2 separate regions of the Mus musculus genome follow, and region 2 is linked to region 1. A link is a contact called in public promoter capture Hi-C data. All regions are on one chromosome and are shown on one strand. Each heading gives the region's core, a stretch centred on a gene start, on an enhancer-like site or on the middle of the called end of the contact. The rest is flanking DNA. Distances are from core to core; before and after follow the strand shown.

Region 1 (3,295 bases), core at 340-2,839:
ACTTTAGTCTATAGACAGATTCTGAATGCATGGAATCTTCTAGTGATTGTCTTTATAGATGAAATGGGTTCTGGGGGCCACTTTTGTCTCTGAAACAGTGTTGAAGATGGCCTTCTCGCTCACGGAGGAAGCCGACCTGACTTAGAGCACTGACTGCTTCCTAGAGGAGTTGGGTTCAATTCCCAGCACTCACGTGGCAGCTAACAACCACCTGTAACTCCAGTTCTAGAGGGTCTGACGCCCTCTTATGGCCTTGTCAGGCACTGCATGTACAAGGCGCACAGACATACAAATTCAAAACGTCAGTTCACATAGAAATAAAAACAATAAAAACTCAACATCTTCCTCCCCTCTCCTTCCTTCCTTCCTTCCTTCCTTCCTTCCTTCCTTCCTTCCTTGGAGGAAGGAGGGCCTTCTGGGCTGGACTGTGTTCCTGGAAGAGTTCCTATGGTAGCTGGCAGTTCCCTGTGTTGCTTGTCTGCCTTTCTTTATCCTTTCCCCCCTGCTTCTGATCTAGGTTATAGAATACCACAGTAGGCGAGCCAAATCATTTAGTGGCTTGCTTGGCACAACAATCAAATTTCTGAAGACTGTTTTAATATCAAGGGCTGGCTGAGTAAAAATGTTATCTTTTGAGAGGACCTCTTTCTGTAATCTCATCTTTATGTTACACTTTTTCATGGCACAGCCTCAACAGGAAAGCCACACGGGTCTCCTCTTTTCCTTCTGGCAGATAGTAGTAATTTGTGAGTGATTTAAAGGCTTAATTTTGGTCTCTCAGAGACTCTAAGGTAGAATAGAGATAATGCCTTCTATTCTGGACCCCCACCTAACATTAAGGCCCCATTTAGGAACTTGTATAGGGACCACCAGCTAGCCAGTTGGGTTAGTATTTCTCCCTTTCCCCCGGGATATTTAGTAATCCACCCGCCCCCAGCCCCCAGCATATTCTGTTACCTTTTGTTTCTCAGATGGGGTCAGAATTTGTCCTGAGTAACATCACCTCTTTCCATGCCAAACCATAGAGTTGAGCAATATATTCAGAAGTTTATACATACTGGTTTTTGTTACCTGTGTACCCAAGTCCTATTTCATCTTTTTTAGCTATGACAAGACTCATATTTATTCGAGTGGTTTAACTGGGTCATGTGATAGTTACAATTTTAAAAGTTACTATTTGTGTGTGTACATGTAATATGTGATTTCCACAGCATGCCTATGTGGAGGCCAGAGGACAGCATGAGTCCATTCTCTCCTTCCATAGTAGGTGTTAGGGATCCAGATCAGGTTGGTAGGCTTGGCAGTATGTGTCCATCAGTAGGGCTCCTTTCCCTAACATCCTTGCTGGTGTTTGTTGTTAGTTTTATTTCTGTCTTTAATTAGCATGTATTAATTTTTATAGTAGTCTTGTGACATTTTCGTACCTGTGTATATTTTTTGAACATATTCACCCCCACCCTTACTCTTTGTTCCCCTCCCACTGGTGTTGACTCATTTCTTCCCAGCTTGGCCACCCAGTCCTGGGCAGTGATCATGCTGCTGTGAGCTCAGTCTTACAGCCCTGTCATGCTTGGAAGACAACTTTCCACAGCACTCCACCCATTTACTAGCTCTTACTACGGCTCCGGGGCGGGGGTGGGGGGCAGGCACATCTAGACTAGCCAGTCAGGAGTTGCCAAGAACCAGCCTCAGCTTGGAGAGGGTTTCTGAGGAAAGGGTGTCTGGGGGCGGTGAAAACAAGCGACCTGAAGCTGGGTACTTTCTTTTTCTCTGATTTACTTTCTCTAGATAGAGATCTCTAGCTGTGTTCTGCTCGAGATAGTTCTCTAAGCAGTTCTCTCTTGATTCTCTAAGAAAATTCTCTGGATAGCTCATGTCTTGTAGATCATAAACCCAGTCTTTTATTCTACATATCAATTCAGTCATTTACTCCAGGTTTCCTTTTGATTATCCTAAGAATCAGCATTCTGTCTCTCCAGCCCCTTAATTCTTGGGAGAAAGCAAGTACACATTTCCTTTTAACTGCAAAAGAATTCAGAGATCTGCTTGCCTCTGTTAAGCACAGAGTGTTAAGTTTGTTGGGTGGTACCCTGTCCATTTCTACCACACACTGGGGTTTAACTTTGTTCTGTCCCAGGCTGACCTTGAACTGTAGAATCTTTCTGCTTTTGTAAGCATAAACAAAAAAATTAGCAGGGTGGAATCTCTTGCAACCACCACTTCCTAAATCTTTTTCCCCTTCCTTAGCATCTTTCTGACAAGTTGGCTCACCTCACAGCTGCTTTTGTAACTTTTCATTTCTGAAGTCCCTCATAATTTTATTGTATTCTTATATTTTTCATAGTTGAAAAATTATATATTTTTGCAATCATGGTTTTAGAGTTCTTTTTCACAGAGTTCAACCCCACAGGGCTGTCCTGAAAGTCGCAGTGGTTACCATGTTAGCCACAGCTTTGCCTCCCAGATTCACGCTGTCTCTGAAGTCATTATCATGAAGTCATTAATGTTTACAGGGAAAACCTTCTTTGAAGGGGGAACGTAAAATATGTGCATTATTATACAAACAACCCTTACACCCACAGCAGCCGTGGACACTTGTGGGGGTCCAGGCCTGTTGTCTCTGTACCTGGGGCAGGAACCATGTCATTCTGTCCCTACCAAGGCCATGCCGGACCTGGCAAGTAGTACGGTAGTCAGAGTCCACAGCTGCGTGTTGATGATGGTACTTGTGTTCTGGATAATTTTTTATTTATTTGTTTATTTTTATTTTGTCAACTTGATATGTTAGAGTTTTCTGTAAAGAGGAACTTCAGTTGAGAAATGCCTCCATCAGATTGTCTGTAGGAATGCTTGGATTTCATCCTTTCCTATCTGTAGCTTGATTTTTCTTTGTATTAATGCTCTAGCTATGGCTTTAAATACTGCATTGAAACAGTGGAATGAATGGGCACATTTGCCTGTTCCTGACTTTAGTTTTTCCATTTAGCCTGCTTGTTATAAGTAGTATGAACTTTTTCTTTTAACTGTCTTAGCTAATTCCCAAAGGTTCTAGGAAGTTACATCTTTGTGGGTTTTTTTTTTTTTTTTTTTGATTTCTAGAGTTAAAAAAAAAAGTCCTATTTATTTTATGTGTATGAGTGTTCACTTGACTGTATGTTGACAGTGTGTGTGCCTTGTGCCCACAGATGCCAGAGGAGGGAGTTGTATCCTCTGGAATTGGAGTTACAGATACTGATAGACAACCGTATGGTTGCTGGGAAAAGAACTTGGGTCCCTAAGTGCTCTCATGATTGCT
Region 2 (2,970 bases), core at 304-2,803, 75 kb before region 1:
ATGTGTAAAATACAAATAAATAAATCTTTTCACTAACTGATCTAGGAGCTGGAGAGATGGGTCCATAGTTAAGAACACTGTATATTCTTCAAAAGGTCCTGGGTTCAACTCCCAGTACCCACACAGTGGCTCACAATCATCTGCAACTCCAGTTCCAGGGGATCTGATGCCCTCTTCTGGCCTCCAAGGGCACCAGGCATACAAGTGGTACACAAACACTTCCAGACAAGATATGCATATGCATAAAATTAAAAAATAATTTGTAAAAATAATCTGCTATTTATGGCATGCTCATATGTACAGAAAATTCTGAATACCAGAAACAAGAAGAAAAAAATAATCTCTGGTATGATAGCAGAGATTTTTAATCCTAGTACTTAGGAGGCTGAGGCAGATAAATCTCTTATGATTTCTAGGCCAGCCAGGGCTACAAAGTACGACCCTATCTCAAAAATGAATGGATGGATGGATGGATGGATGGATGGATGGATGGAAGAAAGCCATTAGAATAAATGGTAAATGCAAATGAAACATATAAGATTGATATAGCAAAACAATTCTATTTCTATTTAGTAATAATACATAACTAAAAAATTAAATTTAAAAAAAAAGCATTCAAATCTACAATACAAAAGAATAAAATACTATTAACAAGAGAAGATGAAGCTGGGTAGTGGTGACACATGCCTTTAATTCCAGCACTCAGGAGGCAGAGGCAGGAGGAGGATCTCAGAGTTTGCGGCCAGCCTGGTCTACAGAAGGAGTTCCAGGATAGACAGGGCTACGCAGAGAAACCTTGTCTCGGGGGGGGGGGGAAAAAATTCTAGTACTAAGAGGAAAGATGATGAATGTTCCAGGTCAGCCTCTTCTACATAGTACATTTTGGGCCAACCAGGATGGACTCTGTGTCATATAAATGAATTTGTAAGTAAGTACAGAAGCAGGAAGCATGAAAACACTCTCCTGTAGCCCCACAACCTGAGAGGTGGAAACAGACTGACCTGGTTCAAGACTATCCTCATCTATAGAATAAGTTCAAAGCCAGGGTTATGACAAGAAACTGTTTCTAAATAAATAAATATTTTACAAATAAGCTAAAAAAAAACACATTTAATCCATGGTATAAATAACATATTTCGTAAGACAAAATCATTTATGAAAACAAAACTGGACAGTGAGATGGCTCAGTGGTTAAAGGCTCTTGTTGCCATGACCAAGGACCTTAATCTGACCCCTAGGACTCACTAGGAAGAAATAGATAATCGAGTCCCACAGTTTGCCCTCTGACCTCTATCCTTGGCATAGCAGCATGAACGCACTAAATAAATAATATTTTAATTTAATAAAGAACACAAAAAACTATAAATTCTATATTTCTGTAATATAAAAATGAACCACTTGGCAAATTTTAATAAGGTTAAAACATACACTTTTGTTTCAGGAAATATTAAAAACTGAATCCACACTATTGCAGGCACGGTGCCAGAGGGCTAGCCAGCCATGCACTGCTGGGCAATGGCTGGCCTGTTATCTCATGGAGACTCTCTGACTCAGAGCTCCAAAATCTCTCCACCCAGTTCGCTAAGTTCCCACTGGGGGGTCACTGCCACACCAGCCCCATGCTTCAAAACTCCCCCAGCCTTCTGTGGTACACATCAGGCTAACCCATGCTTTGCCGCTGTACCTTTCTCTCTGGAACCCAGTCAAGTCAAGTGAAGGAAAACACCACACAAACTTAGTTCAGAAACAATGGTAACTCAATCCCTGGGCGTATCAGCTAAAATCCTAATCTTGTAAACCAATTAAATCTAAATCTTCCAGTGGTGCATCCTGATGGATTCGCCATCTAACCAGGAGACATTAGTAATTCCATCTTGTCCTTTCGCTACCCCTGTCCAAAAGCCCCTATCTCTCTCCTGCATCCTCTCTTCCTCCATCCAACCCAGAAGTCCTGCCTACTCCCCCAGTGACTGACTCCTTTATTCATTAGAGGAAGGTTCACAAGAAGTCACCTGAGTATGTGACTCATTCCAGACAACCCCACCTGGGAAAATGGAGTTAACATCAAAATACAACAGCACCAGGGCCATCCACAACACACAATACAATATGTGTGGTTTGGATAACAATTTCTAGATGATAAATTTATGTTTTATATATGTGTACAGAATTATTTCCCTGTACACTTTTCATTATTTATTTTTCTATTAGTTGTCTTTAGTTATTTAATTTTATTTTATATTTGGGTGTTTTGGCTGCACATATATCTATGCACCATTTGCATGCCTGGTACCCTCAGAGGTCAAAAGAGGACACAAGATTCTGTAGAACTATAGTTAGAGACAGTTGTGAGGCACCATGTCAGTGCTAGAAGTGAACCCAGCACCTCTGGAAGAGCAGTCAGTGCTCTTAACCACTCAGCCAGCCATCTCTTCAACCCCATTACTTATCTTTACTTTTATGTTTGCAGGTATGTGAGTATGAGGGTATTCTATGTGTGTGTGGAGGTGGCCACAAAGCCAAGATGGCACCCAGTGATGCCTTAGAGCCAGAGTAATAGGCAGATATAAGCTGCCTGACATAGGTGCTGGGAATCATACTTGCTCCTCTGCAAAATAGGATGTGTTCTTAACCACTGAGCCGTCACTCCAGCACCACTGCCTTGGAAACTTTAAACAAAAGTTTTACATGGATTTCATTATTCCTACCTTCTAGGTACTTAGAGATTTTCTCCAATCGGACTGGCATGTGAAAGTAAAAGAGAAAATTAGACATATAGGGGTTAGTGTATGCACAATATATCAGCTGCTGAGTTAAGAGGGAAAAGTAACACAGCACTACGTGGGATTAAACACGCCTGTGATCCCAGGTACAGGGCAGTGAGGAAGGAAGCCAGCCTGCTCCAACCTTGTTCATGAGATGGTGTGGTTTAAAAAGAAACAAAAATCATACAACCTGAGGTCAAGTCAG

Evidence for each region. Capture Hi-C pulls out chosen DNA fragments and counts their contacts.
Region 2: a promoter capture Hi-C map of liver shows a contact between it and region 1, with 2.0 times the contacts expected there. The contact joins two enhancer-like sites. A contact is called at or near these places in 1 of 484 Hi-C or Micro-C datasets (the HPC-7 cell line), 4 of 115 datasets of contacts at active chromatin or transcription factors (the 230-238 cell line, CD8 T cells and embryonic stem cells) and 3 of 9 other capture datasets (adipose tissue, liver and pancreatic islet).

What each region holds. Positions count from the first base shown.
Region 1 is chr2:23,004,720-23,008,014 of GRCm38.p6, reverse strand. All of the region lies in intron 1 of Abi1 (abl-interactor 1), which reads left to right. Among named protein-coding and RNA genes, the nearest start is that of Gm52502, 8.1 kb to the left of the region's middle. Within about 2 kb of position 1,589, at least 122 of the 459 cell types and tissues checked have an H3K27ac peak or open chromatin away from gene starts, as enhancers often do. A contact at or near this core is called in liver, where this site is marked.
Region 2 is chr2:23,080,439-23,083,408 of GRCm38.p6, reverse strand. Acbd5 (acyl-Coenzyme A binding domain containing 5) reads right to left here. Exons shown (of 14, transcript NM_001355637.1): 5 at 2,956-2,970; 6 at 2,709-2,741. Among named protein-coding and RNA genes, the nearest start is that of Acbd5, 13 kb to the right of the region's middle. Within about 2 kb of position 1,553, at least 7 of the 459 cell types and tissues checked have an H3K27ac peak or open chromatin away from gene starts, as enhancers often do. A contact at or near this core is called in liver, where this site is marked.